Regions from separate parts of the Sus scrofa genome. Here region 1 is linked to region 2. Evidence: chromatin contacts called from public HiChIP or PLAC-seq data. All regions are on one chromosome and are shown on one strand. Each heading gives the region's core, a stretch centred on a gene start, on an enhancer-like site or on the middle of the called end of the contact. The rest is flanking DNA. Distances are from core to core; before and after follow the strand shown. Region 1 has its middle 75 kb from the start of INPP4A. Region 2 has its middle 31 kb from the start of INPP4A.

Region 1 (7,365 bases), core at 3,474-5,973, 42 kb before region 2:
TCTTAAAAAAATGTCCCTCTTTGTCTTTGTAGTAATAGTTTTTGTTTTAAGGGGTTTTTGCTTTTTGTTTTTGTTTTTTGTTGTTTCTGTTTTGTTTTGTTTTGGTCTGCTATTAATATAACCACTGTAGCACTCTGTTGGTTACTGTTTACATGGTAGACTTACCATCAACCTATTTATGCCTTTGAATTTTGTTTCTATAGAGCACATAGTTGGTCCATGTTCTTCTTTTTTAAAAATCCATCTGATAATCTCTGCCTTTTAATTGGAGCATTTAATTTATTTACATTTAATATAATGTGACAAGGTAGGATATAATCTGCCTTTTGTTATTTGTTTTCTATGTATCTGGACTTCCTGCCGTGGCACAGTGAGTTAGTGATCTGCCTTGTCTCTGTGGCATTGAGGGTTCAATCCCCGGCCCAGCACATTGGTTTAAGGATGCGGGTCAGATTCAGTCTCTGGCCTGGGAACTTACAGATGTCACAGGTGTGGCCAAAAAAGTAAAACAAACAAACAAAAAAGAGTATTTGGTATCTATATATCCTATATCTTTTTTTGTTCCTCTCTTCCTCTATTGCTTCTTCTATTACTGCCTTCTTTTGTAGTAAATAGATATGTTCAAGTATATTTTAATTCCCTTCTTTCTTAATTTTTTATTAATGTATTAATTTATTTAAAATTTTAAATTATAGTTGATTTACAGTGTTGTGTCAATTTCTGCTGTACAGCATAGTGACCCAGTTATACACACACACACACACACACACACACACACTTTTTTTTTCTTGTTCTTTTTCTTAGTCTTTTTTTCCTTCATTTTTGAAAGATAGGTTTTTTTCTGAATATAGAATTCTAGGTTTATAGCCTTTTCCTTTCAGTACTTTGACTATATCATCTTATTGCCTTCTGACTTCCATGATATTAATTTTAGTGAGGATCCCTTATACCTGATGAATTGCTTCTGTCTGTGTACTTTCAGGAGTCCCTCCATCTTTGGCCTTTGATAGTTTGATGATGATGTGTCTAGGGTGAATCTATTTGAGTTTATCCTAGTTGGAGTTTATTAAACTTCTTGGATGTGTAAATTAGTGTTTTTCATCAAAATGAGAAGGTTTTAGCCATTACTTCTTCAAATATTCTTTCTGTTCCTTTCTGTTTCCTCTCCTTCTGGGATTCCTACTGTGTTGGTATGGTGCCCCACAAATCTCAGAAGTTTCTGTTCATGTTTTTTCATTCTTTTTTCTCCGTGTTCCTCGGACCAGGCAATATCAATTGACCTATTTTCAAATGTAATTCTTCCTTCTGTCAGCCCAGTACTGGGGTGTACCCCTCTAACAAATTTTTCATTTCAGTTATTACAGCTTTCCAAAAAGGATTTCTGTTTAGTTCTTTTTTATAATTCCTATGTCTTTTTGATATTCTCTCTCGCTCTCTCTTTCGTGTGTGGTGTGTGTGTGTGTGTGTGTGTGTGTCTTTTTAGGACTGCACCAGTGGCATATGGAGGTTCCCAGGCTAGGGGTAAAATTTGAGCTGTAGGCACTGGCCTATGCCACAGCCACAACAATGCCAGATCTGAGCCATGTCTGTGACCTACACCGCAGCTCACAGCAACGTTGGATCCTTAACCCACTGAGCGAGGCCAGAGATTGAACCTGCATCTTCAAGAATACTAATCAGATTTGTTTCTGCTGAGCCACAATGGGAACTCCTAATAATCTCTTTTTGTTACTCTCATACCTTCCTTTAACTTTTGAGATATTGTTTCCTTTAGTTATTTGAACATGTTTATAATAACTGGTTTAAAGTCTTTGTCTAGTAAGTCCAACATTTGTGTTTTCTCATGGACGTTCTCTTGACTACCTTTTAACCTGTGTCCTTTCCTCTTTCTTTACGTGTCTCATAACTTTTTGTTTAAAACTGGACATTTTAAATTATATAATGTCACAATTCTGGAAATCATATTTCCCTTTACCCGAGGATTTGTTGTTGCTTTTTGTTTGTTTAGTGACTCCCTTGGGATAATTCTATAAAGTCTGTATTCTTTGTCATTGTAGCTACTGAAGTCCTTGCTTGGTTAGCTTAATTCTTATCTTTTTATTGATATTCTTTGTGTAAATTTGCTAATTATTATACAAAGATTATTCTCAAAATGCTGGGACCAATATGTCTTTATGGAGGGTCTCTGTATGTGTGTTGAGGCATGTCTGCATTACTCAGGCAAGCAATTTAAAACTCTGCCTTAGCCTTCATTTCTTGTTTGCTCAAAGCCTCAAGGTCAGTCAGAAGTGAGAGTATGGCCTTCTTAAGTCTTTCTTGTACATATGCGCAGTTGTACATGTGTGTAACCCTTTAGAGTCCCAGAAATGTGTCAAATCTTTCCAAAGTTCCCCCATGTACATCTTCCTCATTCTTTCAGGTTAATTGGCTCACTTCTTTCTAGCTCCACCTCATATTACCACCTTAGGCACCTGCACTACTAATAATTACTACTGATTGCTTTCAGCAAATGCCCTGTGGATAGGGCCATGTGCACCAAAATAAGCACTGAGTCAGGTCAATTAAAGACAAGCCCTGAGAATGGAGCTTTTCTAGCAAGCTGCCAGACCAGTCAAATAGTGACAATTCTCTGGGGATAGGGCTTTATGAAGTACTCCAAATCCTTTTTTGCCCTTGCAGTGGCTGTGAGGCTATGGTTTTTACAGCTGCTGTGGCAGCAGGGCTGTTGATTTTCAAGACTCCATATATTCTCTAGTGAAAACACATGTAAACATAAATATGTCGTATTTGATGGCCCCCAAAAGAAATTCTCATGTTTGTTGGTTCTAGTCCCCAAAATAGCACTCAGCTCTTAATTATCAAAATATAGCTTATCTCAATCAGCTTACTTATTGTATATAGGTTATCTAGTTTCACAGGTTTATCAGAATCCCCGGAGGGCTTATTAAAATACAAATTGCTTGGGCCCACTTTGAGTGTCTGATTCAGCACATCTAGTAAGTCAACATTTGGGGAATTTGCTTTTCTAGCAAGTTCTGAAAGGACATTAGTGCTGCTATTCGGGTACCACATGTTGAGAGTAGCTAAAGGATGCATATATTTTCCCACAGGCACACCTCTAGGATACTTTCTTCTTTCATGTTGTGATGCCTGGGGAATGCATAGCACCATATTTACTAACAAAATTTGCTCCTTTTTCTCTTGATAATGTTCACTCTGCGGTGAAATTGGGGCTTGTTCCTTGTCACACTGAAAATATGATTAATCTTTGTAAGATTATCCTGAATCACACAGCAGTAAAGTACAAATGTTATTGGAAGCCTGATCTTAATTCACTGTTTGTTACTATGCTAAATGAACAGTTGAACTTAGACTGCCTATTTTTAAATGTTTGTGAATTTAAATTTAAAACTAATGATTTAAAAATTCTCATGGCTTGATTAAAGTTAGCATGGCCATAAAATGTATTGTCTGAATATTTCTGAAAACACTTTTGAGACTGGAAGGGGACCCTACTGATAATTTTGCTGAGTAAAAGATGTAAACTGGGCTTGCCCCAGCTAAACCAGGTATGTTGGTCATTCTAATTTTAGAAAATAAACTATAAAAACATTTCCACATTTCCAGTTTGATTTTCTTGGCTTTAATTTTATACTGGGCTTATTTCTGTTAATATTTCTTTCCATTTATCTGAGGAAATAATAAAAATGGTTCCGTTAGTAAATTACTTCTCATAGGAATAAAATAAAAAGTCAGAAAAAAAAATTAAAGTTTAAAAAGTTTTATATTTACTTGTTTTTATTGCAGACCGTTGTTGGTTTTTGATGACGTGGGGAAGCTCGAATTTATTTCTATGATATTAGAGAATTTTTAAGTTTCATTTCTAACTAGTGAATGTCTTTTCTTCTTAAAGTAAATCATAAATGCCTGTTTTTATACCTGAAGGATGTAAGGTCCGACTGAGAAATGTTCTGGTTTACTCAATTAAAATCGTTTACATTTAAAAAATTTTGAGAACTTTTTTTTCTGATAAAGTTTAAAGACCTGAAGGTAAATGTTATATTCAGCCCAGTATTTACCCTTGCTCAAGCACAAATATTAAGGTTTATTAAACCTTCATATTAAAGTGAAGTTTTTCTTCCAAAACTTCTGACTATTCTGTTTCTCCCCCTCTATGGAAAAATAGGACTTTGGGAGGGAAGTTTAAGGAGCTGATATTTGAGAGTCTATCAAAGTAGATTTTATACAATATGCCAGGACAGCCTGAGAGGGTAGCGGTTTCTCTCTTCTTTTTGTTCATCTGTATCTTTAAAGTACGATTTTAATTTTTGCTTGTTTCTGGGTTGAATGTTTAGTTCCCCTAAACATTGCCAAGGTAGTGTGTAAGACCGCCCCAAGGGAGTCGCGCAGACACCGGTACACATGGCCAGAGCAGTTCCCTGTTCGCCGCTTTTCCCAGCAGCCTTCTTCCTCGGGGATGCATCCGGGCCTTAGAAGCCTCAGTATATGTGATGGCGAAAATGCCACGATCTTATTAAGTCAGAAGTTCAAGAACTCTTTGCAGGCGATTCGGTCACAGCTGAAAGTGGGTGTTAGAGGAACGCGGGAGAAGTCAGCGTGAGCCGCCGCGGAGGAGGACCAGCTGGGTGGGGGTGGCCGGGATCGGGCGTGGGGGCGGCCCAAGGAACGCGCATGCGCGGTGAGGGGGCGGGGCCGGGGCGGGGCTGGCGTGGCCTCCAGAGCGGTAGCAGCGGCGGTGGCGGCGGCGGCAGCAGCGGGTCTGGGGCGGCAGCAGCGGCTCTGGGGCTGCAGCGCGGGCGACGGGTTCGCGGCTAGGCTGGGCGCCGCGGGCTGGGGTAGGAGGACCAGTATTTGGAGCCAGGCCGCCGTCCACGACGTGGCGACCGAGCGACGGCGCTGCTGCTGCGGGACTCGAGCGCGCGGCCCGGCGGGACCGAGAACGGCGGGGCGGCAGGGCGTGGGCGCCGCGGGCCGGGACGCGCCAGGTAGGTGCTCCGGACCGGGCCGGGCCGGGTGCGAGGGAGGGGGGCCGAACCGGCGGCTACGAGCCTCCGGGGACCGGGATGCTTCTCGGGCGGAACGGGGCGCGGCGCGCATCCAGACACCCGGCGCGCGGGACGCGGACGGCGCCGCGGTTGTCATGGAAATCGTGCAGCCTAGCGGTTCCCCGGTGGTGGCGTCTCGGGGAACAGCCCGACCCTGGCGATCCCTAGCTGGATGACGCCCCGGGCGCCTCGGGCTGAGGGGAGTGCGGTGCTGGCGCGGGCGGCGGGGAGCCGGGATGCGGGACGCAGCGCTGGTCTTGGTGCGTCTCCAGGGCTGGATCTAGTGACTCCAGACGCTGAAGGCCTCGCGGTGTTTCGAGTGTAAACAGAACCGGGTAAAAATAAACATGCACCTGGGTCCCCATGCTTCAAACTCTTCCCTTTAATGCCGGCCCACAGCCCCTGACAACATTTCTGCCATCTTTGCTGTTGACATTTTGTTTCTTTATGGCTTTGCTAGTCAAGGAATTGAGGCCTGAGAAACCTCAGGGATCTGAGACCCTCTCTTGCAAAGCTAGTCATGAATGTGCAGGCCATAGAAGATTGAAACACTTAAAACGTCAACGGTTAATTTATGTCTTTGTGGGCGAAGGGAGTGGTGATGAGCTTTGCTCTCCCTCCCCTTGTCGCCTGCCCTCTGACATTACATAATGATGTGTTCCTCCTGCTCCGAGTTTATCCATAATGACAGATCATGAAAATAGTCCTCTGGGTAAGAAAAAAGTATGGGCAGTTGTAAAGCCCATCTTCTTGTCTTTGGCTTTGCCACTGAATGTGTTTTGGGTTGGGGCAGTGCATTAGAGGCGAATTTGATTTCCCACCTGCCCCTTAGGGCCTCTAAACCAAAGGAATAGGGGATGGGGAGGTGGTTTGAATTTTGCGGTGAAATTCTGCCTGATTCATCTCTGTTCAGTAGATTGTGTGGACTGAGGGCAGGCCGTGGGGTTGGAGACTGAACAGGCTGACTAGGATGTGAATTCTGCATCTGCCAGTTGCTAACTTTGGCTCTCTATTTTCTCATCTCTGGCAGGTGAGAACTGAACTTGCTTTCCAGAGTTTGTTTTGGAATCTAGATGCGATTGGCGTTGGTAACATAGAATAGCTATAGGTTGTCCTTGGATGAAACCCAATTTGTCTTTGGGAAAACAGGCTAACAGGACTTTTTGTCTTTGGATGTAGGCTAGGGCCTTTGTTTTGGGGGTTCTTTGCTGAAATGTTTACTCCTGGAAGATTCAGTTCACTGGTTTCTTTGAAGGAAGTTGGTCCCACGTGGGAAGATCAGTGTGATTGGTCTGTAGGAGGGTTGGTGTCAGAAGACCATGAAGCTGTCCCAGGGGTGATGTGGCATTTCCATGGAGCCCACAAGGCCTTGTTTCTGTGGTGTCTTGTCAGCAAGCCTCTGAAGTAATAAGCCAAAGTTACAGCTACAGGGAGGGTTTGCTCTGAGGACAAGGCTTAAAGGAATGAATGCTGGACAAATTCAAAGAGGAAGCAGAGCCTTTGTTTCTATTGAGTTCAGTGGTAGAATTAGTTGTGCTAATTCTACAGGCTACTTACCTATTTTTCATAAGGCTTATGATATCTCAGTGTGTTTATCTGCTCAGGTACAAGTCCTTTCTCCCAGCTAGATTCAAAGTCAGGAGTAGACAGTATATCTCATTGCTTTTGGAAACTGGATATTTTCTTGTATTGCTGTTAAACTGAATGCCATTAATTTTTTGTTTTATATTTTGTTTTATTGCACCTGTGGGATACAGGAGTTCCTGGCCAGGGATTGAACCTGCACCACAGCAGTGACCTGAGCCACAGCAATGACATACCAGATCCTTGGCTGCTAGGCTACCAGAGAACTCCCGCCATTAGTTTTGTTTTGCTTTAAGGCCTCACCTGAGACATATGGAAGTTCCCTGGTGGGGGTCGAATCAGAGCTACAGCTGCCGGCCTACACCACAGCCACAGCAACTTGAGCCTCATCTGTGACCTACACCACAGCTCATGGGCAACACTGGATCATTTAACGCACTGAGCAAGGCCAGGGATCGAACCTGCATCCTCATGAATGCTAGTTTGATTCGTTTCCACTGAGCCATGATGGGAACTCCCTGCCATTAATATTTTTTCTATAAATCACTTTAAAGGAAAGGATGAAATAAAATAATATACGTGAGAAGTTGTAAGCTGTAAAGCCAGAGAGAGACAGGATGTGTATGACGAAATTATTGACCCTTCAAGTCCCTTTAGCCAGCTACCTACCTGGGAGCATTCTCCTCAGCCAAGCAAATCTACAAATGCACCAGAG
Region 2 (6,633 bases), core at 815-3,314:
TTCATGGGTTAACATTGTTTCCTGGAGTCTGTTTAATAAGGTAGAGTTAAATGGAAATGCACAGAAATGCACAGACATGGAGGGCACTCTGGCAAGACCGTCTAAGAATCAGACCCTGTGATGTTTGTGAAACAGCGGAGGTGCCGTGAACCCTCCAGGCTCCTGAAAGTCTAGAGGTCTGACACCTCTCCCAATGTGTCTTCTCTCCTCTGGCCCCTGCTCCTGCTCGTTTCCTTGCCCTTGGTCATCTTCTGGAAGAGGAGACCCTCCTCCTTTCCCTCCTTTCTCATCAGCCCCTGCATCCATTGCCCTGGCAGGAGTGCCTCCATGGCCTGCAGCAATGTGGACCTCCGGAGCCGCGAGTGGGCCTGCAGAGGGGAGGCCAGATGAGGCAGGCAGGGCTCCCAGAACTGCCCAGATGCCTGCAGCGCAGGCAGGCAAAGCAGGCCCAGGCCACTGAGCTCTTAGATCCCTAGATTCCCGCAGGTCCCTTAGAGGAGCCTAGGCATGGCAGTCCATTCTTAGAAGGCGGGGTTGCATGGAGGGCAGGGCAGCTGCTTCTCAATGTCTGATTGCTCTACTTCTTTTTTTTATTATTATTATATTTAGTTGTATAGCCATCATCACAACCCAATTTTACATTTCCATCTCAAACCCCCATCCCCTGCCCCAACCTGTCTCCTTTGGTAAACTATAAGTTTTTGAAAGTCTGTGAGTCAGTTTCTGTTCTGCAAAGATGGTCATTGTGTCCTTTTTTTAGATTCTACATATGAGTGATAGCATATGATGTTTGTGTCTCACTAACTTCACTTAGTGTGAGAATCTCTAGGTCCATGCATGTTGCTGCAAATGCCATTATTTCATCCCTTTTCATGGCTGGCAATATTCCATTGTGTATATGTACCATATCTTCTTTATCCACTTCTCTGTCAATGGACATTTAGGTTGTTTCCATGTCTTGGCTATTGTATATTGGGGTACATGTATCTTTTTGAGTCCTGGTTTTCTCTGGATAGATGTCCAGGAGTGCAATCACTGGATCAAATGGTAATTCTATTTTTAGTTTTTTGAGGAATCTCCATACTGTTTTCCACAGTGGTTGCACCAATTTACGTTCCCCCCAACAGTGTAGGAGGTTTCCCTTTTCACCTGGGGACAGGGTTCTGTACTATGATGAGCCTTCACCCATGACCTCGGGCCATGGCAGGAGGTAGGCTCCTATCTGGGAAAGTACACAAAGTATAACTTTCCATTCTTTGCCCTTAAAAAACAAACAAACAAACAAAAAAGGCTAATTGATCCAGAGGTTTGTTTTGTTTTTTTTTTAAATCCACTTTATGTGTTTATTTTTTCACTTTTTTCCTTTCCTTTTTTTTTGGGAGGCGGGGGAGCTGCATCTGCGGCACATGGAAGTTCCCAGGCTAGGGGTTGACTCGGAGCTGCAGCCGCTGACCTACACCACAGCCACAGCAACTCAGAATCTGAGCTGCATCTTCAACCTACACCACAGGCCATGGCAATGCTGGATCGCCAACCCACTGAGTGAGGCCAGGGGTTAAACCCACATCCTCATGGATCCTATTTGGGTTTGTTTCCACTGCACCACAGTGGGAACTCCCTAAATGAGCTTTGACATTTTGGACTAGTCTTAGATTTACAGAAAATTTGCAAATATAGAAAGTTCCTCTACAACCCCCACCTTGCCCAGTTCCCCATAGCGTTGACGTCTTATGTTGTCATGGTGCATTGTGGTACATGAGTCACAGTATTGAATCAGTACTGATACATTTTTCTTAACTGAAGTCCATACTTTCTTAGATTTCCCTAGAATTTGTTTTTTTTTTTTTTTTTTTACCAGATGTCCTTTTTCTGTCCCTGTCCCAGAATCCTATCCAGGACACCATGTTACACTTGTCTTATTTCCTCGGAGTTCTCTTGGTTGTGGTACTTCTGCAGACTTGCCTTGTTTTGGATGACCTTGACACTTTTAAAAGAGTAGTGTTGTGATATTTGTAGAATGCCCTTCATTGTGGGTTTGTCTGACGTTTCTCTTGTGATTACACTGGGGTTATCAGTTTTAAGGAGGAAGACCTCAGAGGAGTGCCTTCTGGTCACATCCCAGCAGGGTCCATGCTGTCAGCATGACTCAATCCCCTGGCTGGGGTGGCATTCATCAGGTTCACCCACAGTAAAGTTACACTCCCCCTCTGTTGTCTTTGGAAGCAGTCACTGTGCAGCCCACAGGTAAGGGGTGGGAGTTAGGCTCCAACCCTTTGAGGGGACAGAGTTACTTATATAAATGGCTTGGAATTCTTGGTGGGAGATTTGTCTCTTCGTTTATTTATTCAGTCATTTATATCCGTGTGGACTCTTGGATTTTTTCTACTTTGGGTTATAATCAGTACTAGGTTATTTATTCTGATACTCCAGCTTTGGCTATGGGACTCTCTCGGTTGGCTCCTGTAGTCCTTTGACATACCCTTATTGTTAGGGTTTTTTATTGTTTTGTTTTGTTTTCCTGTCTGTTGTCTTTTTAGGGACTGCACCTGAGGCATAGGGAGGTTCCCAGCTACCGGGTTGAATCAGAGCTGTAGCTGCCAGTCTACACCACAGCTATAGCAACACAGGACCCGAGCTGTGTCTGCGACCTATATCACGGCAGTGCTGGATCCTTAAACCACTGAGTGAGACCAGGGATAGAACTGCATCCTCATGGATGCTAGTCAGATTCGTTTCCACTGAGCCATGACGGGAACTCCCCCCTCTCTTTTTTTTTTTTTTTTTTTTTGATCACACCTTTCCTTTGGCGCGCTGCCCAGCATCCCAGCTGCATCTTGTACATTTCCTGCCCCAGCCCTAGAATTGGCCATTTCTCCAAATAGCCCTCATCCTTTTTGCATTTGAAACCAAGACCTGAGCACTGAATGGTTATGGTTACTGTAATTTCAGTTCATATGTACTCAACAGAGCAATAAAAGCAAAACACATAAGTAGCAATACTAGTGAGAAATAGAGGCTCCATGACCAGCACTGCTGCCCCTTCTCCGGCTGCTCACAGATGTGGTCATACACCTGCCGTGCACCTCCCTCTGAGTTCTGACTCTGGAACTGTCTCTGTAGTGCTGATGCCCGTGTCACAGGCCCTCACTCTGACCCTGCAGCCACACAGTCTTAGTGGTTCATGGTGGAGCTGCAGTCAGTGGATCTGGAGTGAATGATTCCTGCTCCCTGAGTCCAGTGGTGGCTCTCAGTCAAAAGCAGTAAAGTCTCCATCTGAGAAAGAAACTTGATGGAAGAGTTTTAGACACACGATGAATTATGTGGGCAGAGAGTGCCCCAGGGCCCCTGAAGGGGGCTGCTTGAGACTGGGGTCCAGGGAGAGGACTAAGAGCTTGGCTTGGAGCTGGACCTGCAGGCAGGCTGGGAGGGGTGGGGTCGGGAGCACCATGGCAATTACAATATAGAAGCTGCAAGTGTGGGGTGCTGAATGGAAGTCTTGTACCCCAGCCTGCACACTCCAGGCTGAGTGCGTGCGTGTGCCTGTATGCGTGTGTTCATGTGCTTGTGTGCGTGTGTATAAGTGATGTCTTTGCCTCTGAGCCTTACTTGGAGGCCAGGTCGGACTTGTTGCCTTAGCCCCATGGGGTGGGGGTTGGGGGACAGTGGGAAGAGAGGGAAGAGGGTGATGAAAGCCAAGAGTTTTCAGAGGAACCCAGCCACTGCCCAGTGTGGTTGGTAGCTAGGAAGGGGTGGCGCGTCTGAGCTCCCGAGAAGGGTGGGCCCCAGGGCAGAGGATCCAGGGGAAGCCACTTCTGCAGGGGGCGAGGGTTCAGGCTTCAGCAGGTGCCAGGAGTCCAGGGCTGGTGACTCGCTGAGGTAGCACAGCTGGCTCCAGCCTTAAGAGAGGCCTTAGGGCTGAGGGAGAGGGATTTGGGTGTTATCTCCCATCACGGCGCAGGAGCCTGGCCTGCAGCCTGTCCTGGCAGTTGTCCTGGCTGTTGGCAGAGGGAGTGGCTGAATGAAGGATGAACTGAGGGATGCTGAAGCCCGGCAGGGATGGGGGTGGGGGTCTGCGCTTACATATCACTCACTGATGCCATAATACCTGGTGGTTTAAGGTCCTCTCTTTTGGGGACTCTCTGCTGGAACTCTGAGGTGCCAGCTCCTCTGACAATCTCATTCCAAAGGAAAGTTAACCCTAATGTTTTTTCTTGGTAGAGCGACCTGCTCCTCCCCTTCCCAAGCCTGAGAGGATTCATGAAGCTACTCTCCGCACTCCATTATGGGTATAACTGGTTTCTGGTGTGAGGCATCTTTAAGCTGCTCCTCCCCTTCCTGAGCCTGAGAGGAGGCGTGAGGATACCCCCCAGCTATGAGTGTAACCGGTGTGGGGCATCTTTAATTCTCTAGTCTGAGTGTCGGTCCTTGGGTGACATGATATTTTGTGTAGGGTTCTCTTGTCATCCTTCTGTGCAGCCATGAAGTAGTGACTGCCTTTTCCAGCTCCTTCTGTATGGAATTAACATCTTCCTGGGGTCCACGTGCCTGTGGAGTCATGTGGACAGTCCAGAAGGGGCTAGGGTCCCAGGGCTTACCCAGAACTCTATGACTTTACGGGGTGGTGGCCGCGACCCAGGTGGGGACTGTGGTGGTGGTGGGAAGTGCTCCGATTCAGGGTGTGTCACAGGACCTGTCACTGGGCTGGCCTTGTGGGGGTGGGGACTGAGAGAGGAGGTGAGGACGAGTCCCTCTTTCTGGCATGGACTACCCACAGGATGGTGATGCCCTTGGCTGGGATGGGGCAGGGTGGCACTGATGGTCCCAGGGGGTGAGGATGTCCCTTGAAGGCCGGGTTATTCTGCTGGTTTTCTTTTCCTGACTGTGCTCCTTTTCACCTGGGAACCCCTAAAAGGAGAGGTGAAGATGGTGTCAGAGACGGTACCTGGCTTTGGAGATGGAGCCCCTGTGAGGTGAGGAGGCCCACGTGGGAGGGGCCTCACTGAGGTGCCCCAGGTCGCTGGTCTGTGATGTCATGGTGAAACGGAGGAAGAATGTGGGTTTCGGGTGAGGGAGTTGGATGCCTCGCCTCACTGGTTTCATGTGAGGTCTTCCGGAGGTATTTGCGTCTGGTGAGTCCTGACCCCTTTGTTGTCCCCACAGGGGGGGCACCTGCCTTCCTCTCCTTCTGTCTAGAACTAGGATTCCACCTCTTCTTGCCCTGGGATCACCAGAAACCTGTGGCACCAGTGCGTCCTCATAGACACCATGGGGAGCAGGGGCGCCCCACCGCTGGGCTGTGGGCGGCGACAACTAGGTGAGGGTGGCGGGGCTGTGCCTGCCCCTGGCCACAGAGCATGTTCAGGTGAGGTGGTGGGTCCTTGGGGTGTCCAAACAGGTCATGAAAGGTTTTTTTTTTTTCCCAAAAATTATTCTTTTACAATACATGAACTCTTGCTTAGGCTAAAACAAAACACTTTACAAAGAAGAGAAGCGTTTTAATTCTAACTTCTTAATTAAAAAAAAATTACAAGGGGGAAAAGAAAATGAAGTTGCATTTCTTTATGGTGATGGGGAAAAAAGTCAGAACCGAATTGGGTGCATAGACAACAGTAGGAACCATGAGTTCCATCTGGATCTGATTGCCGCTGAGACGCAGTTAATCCAAAACCAGCTGTGTTTGCAGGAGGGTGTGGGAGGTGAACTTTGAGCACCTCCAGAGAGAGGACGTCCACATAGCGGCGGGTAGCAACATGTGGAGGATGGGGCCTTTATGTTTGCGGGCAGGCCTCTCTGTTTTTGGCACCAGGCTCCCTGATGCAGGGAGGGGCAGGTCCATCATGGGCAGGGCCTGTGCAGCAGCAGGTGAGCCGAGGGTCCTGGAGCCCTTAAGGCCTCACCCAGGGGTGCTCCCTTTCAGGTGTTCACACACACTCATGAGTGATCTCATCTGGACACTTTAGTTTCCAAACCCAGCAGCAAAATTTCAGTTGCCAAGAACTCCAAAAGCTGCTCGTCCGACTGCAGGTGAAGGGCGCAAAGCTGGCACCTTGGGTAGAAGTCGATGGAAAAGGAGCAATGGGCCGTGTGTGTTTCACGTGGAAACAGGCCGCCCTGTGCCCCAGTTGGGAGGCAGCTCTGTACCCAATCCCAGCCATCCTGAGGGGTTTTCATCCTCTTCCCCACGCAGGGCAGAAAGGCAGCCCCAGGGCTCACAAGTCGGGGACCAGACTGGAGCTGGGTGATGGGTCTCTTGTTCAGAATCACCCTTAAAATCAGGAAAGAATGTACGGCTTTCTTTTGGTGTGGGTTGCTTTTTAAAAAATTGCCCACCAGGAGAGCTCTTACTGGTCAGGATCAGTTTCCAGACGTCCCATCCTGGAATGTGGGGCAGGAGGGGCAGGCCATGTCGGTAGGCTGTCCTGGGGACTGGTACTCCATGTCCTGCATCACTGTTTCCCATGGGCTTCTAGAGCCTGACCTGTCCTCAGCTGTCTGGGAGAACTCAGAGGGGCGAGTCCCTGTGATGCCAGGAGGCCTTCAGGGATGACTCGGTGGGTGCGTTCATGAGGGTGACCATGGTTGGGGCCCAGGGAAGGTTAAAGCTGGAGCTTCTCTGGAAAGGGTGCCCTTGGG

What was found. HiChIP or PLAC-seq counts read pairs in DNA pulled down with a chosen protein or histone mark.
Region 1: a contact with region 2 is called in an H3K27ac HiChIP or PLAC-seq map of alveolar macrophages. The contact joins two enhancer-like sites. A contact is called at or near these places in 1 of 5 promoter capture datasets (liver), 2 of 47 Hi-C or Micro-C datasets (liver and skeletal muscle) and 1 of 2 datasets of contacts at active chromatin or transcription factors (alveolar macrophages).

The regions. Positions count from the first base shown.
Region 1 is chr3:55,831,744-55,839,108 of Sscrofa11.1, reverse strand. No RefSeq gene overlaps it. Among named protein-coding and RNA genes, the nearest start is that of INPP4A, 75 kb to the right of the region's middle. Within about 2 kb of position 4,723, at least 60 of the 83 cell types and tissues checked have an H3K27ac peak or open chromatin away from gene starts, as enhancers often do. A contact at or near this core is called in alveolar macrophages, where this site is marked.
Region 2 is chr3:55,787,957-55,794,589 of Sscrofa11.1, reverse strand. No RefSeq gene overlaps it. Among named protein-coding and RNA genes, the nearest start is that of INPP4A, 31 kb to the right of the region's middle. Within about 2 kb of position 2,064, at least 7 of the 83 cell types and tissues checked have an H3K27ac peak or open chromatin away from gene starts, as enhancers often do. A contact at or near this core is called in alveolar macrophages, where this site is marked.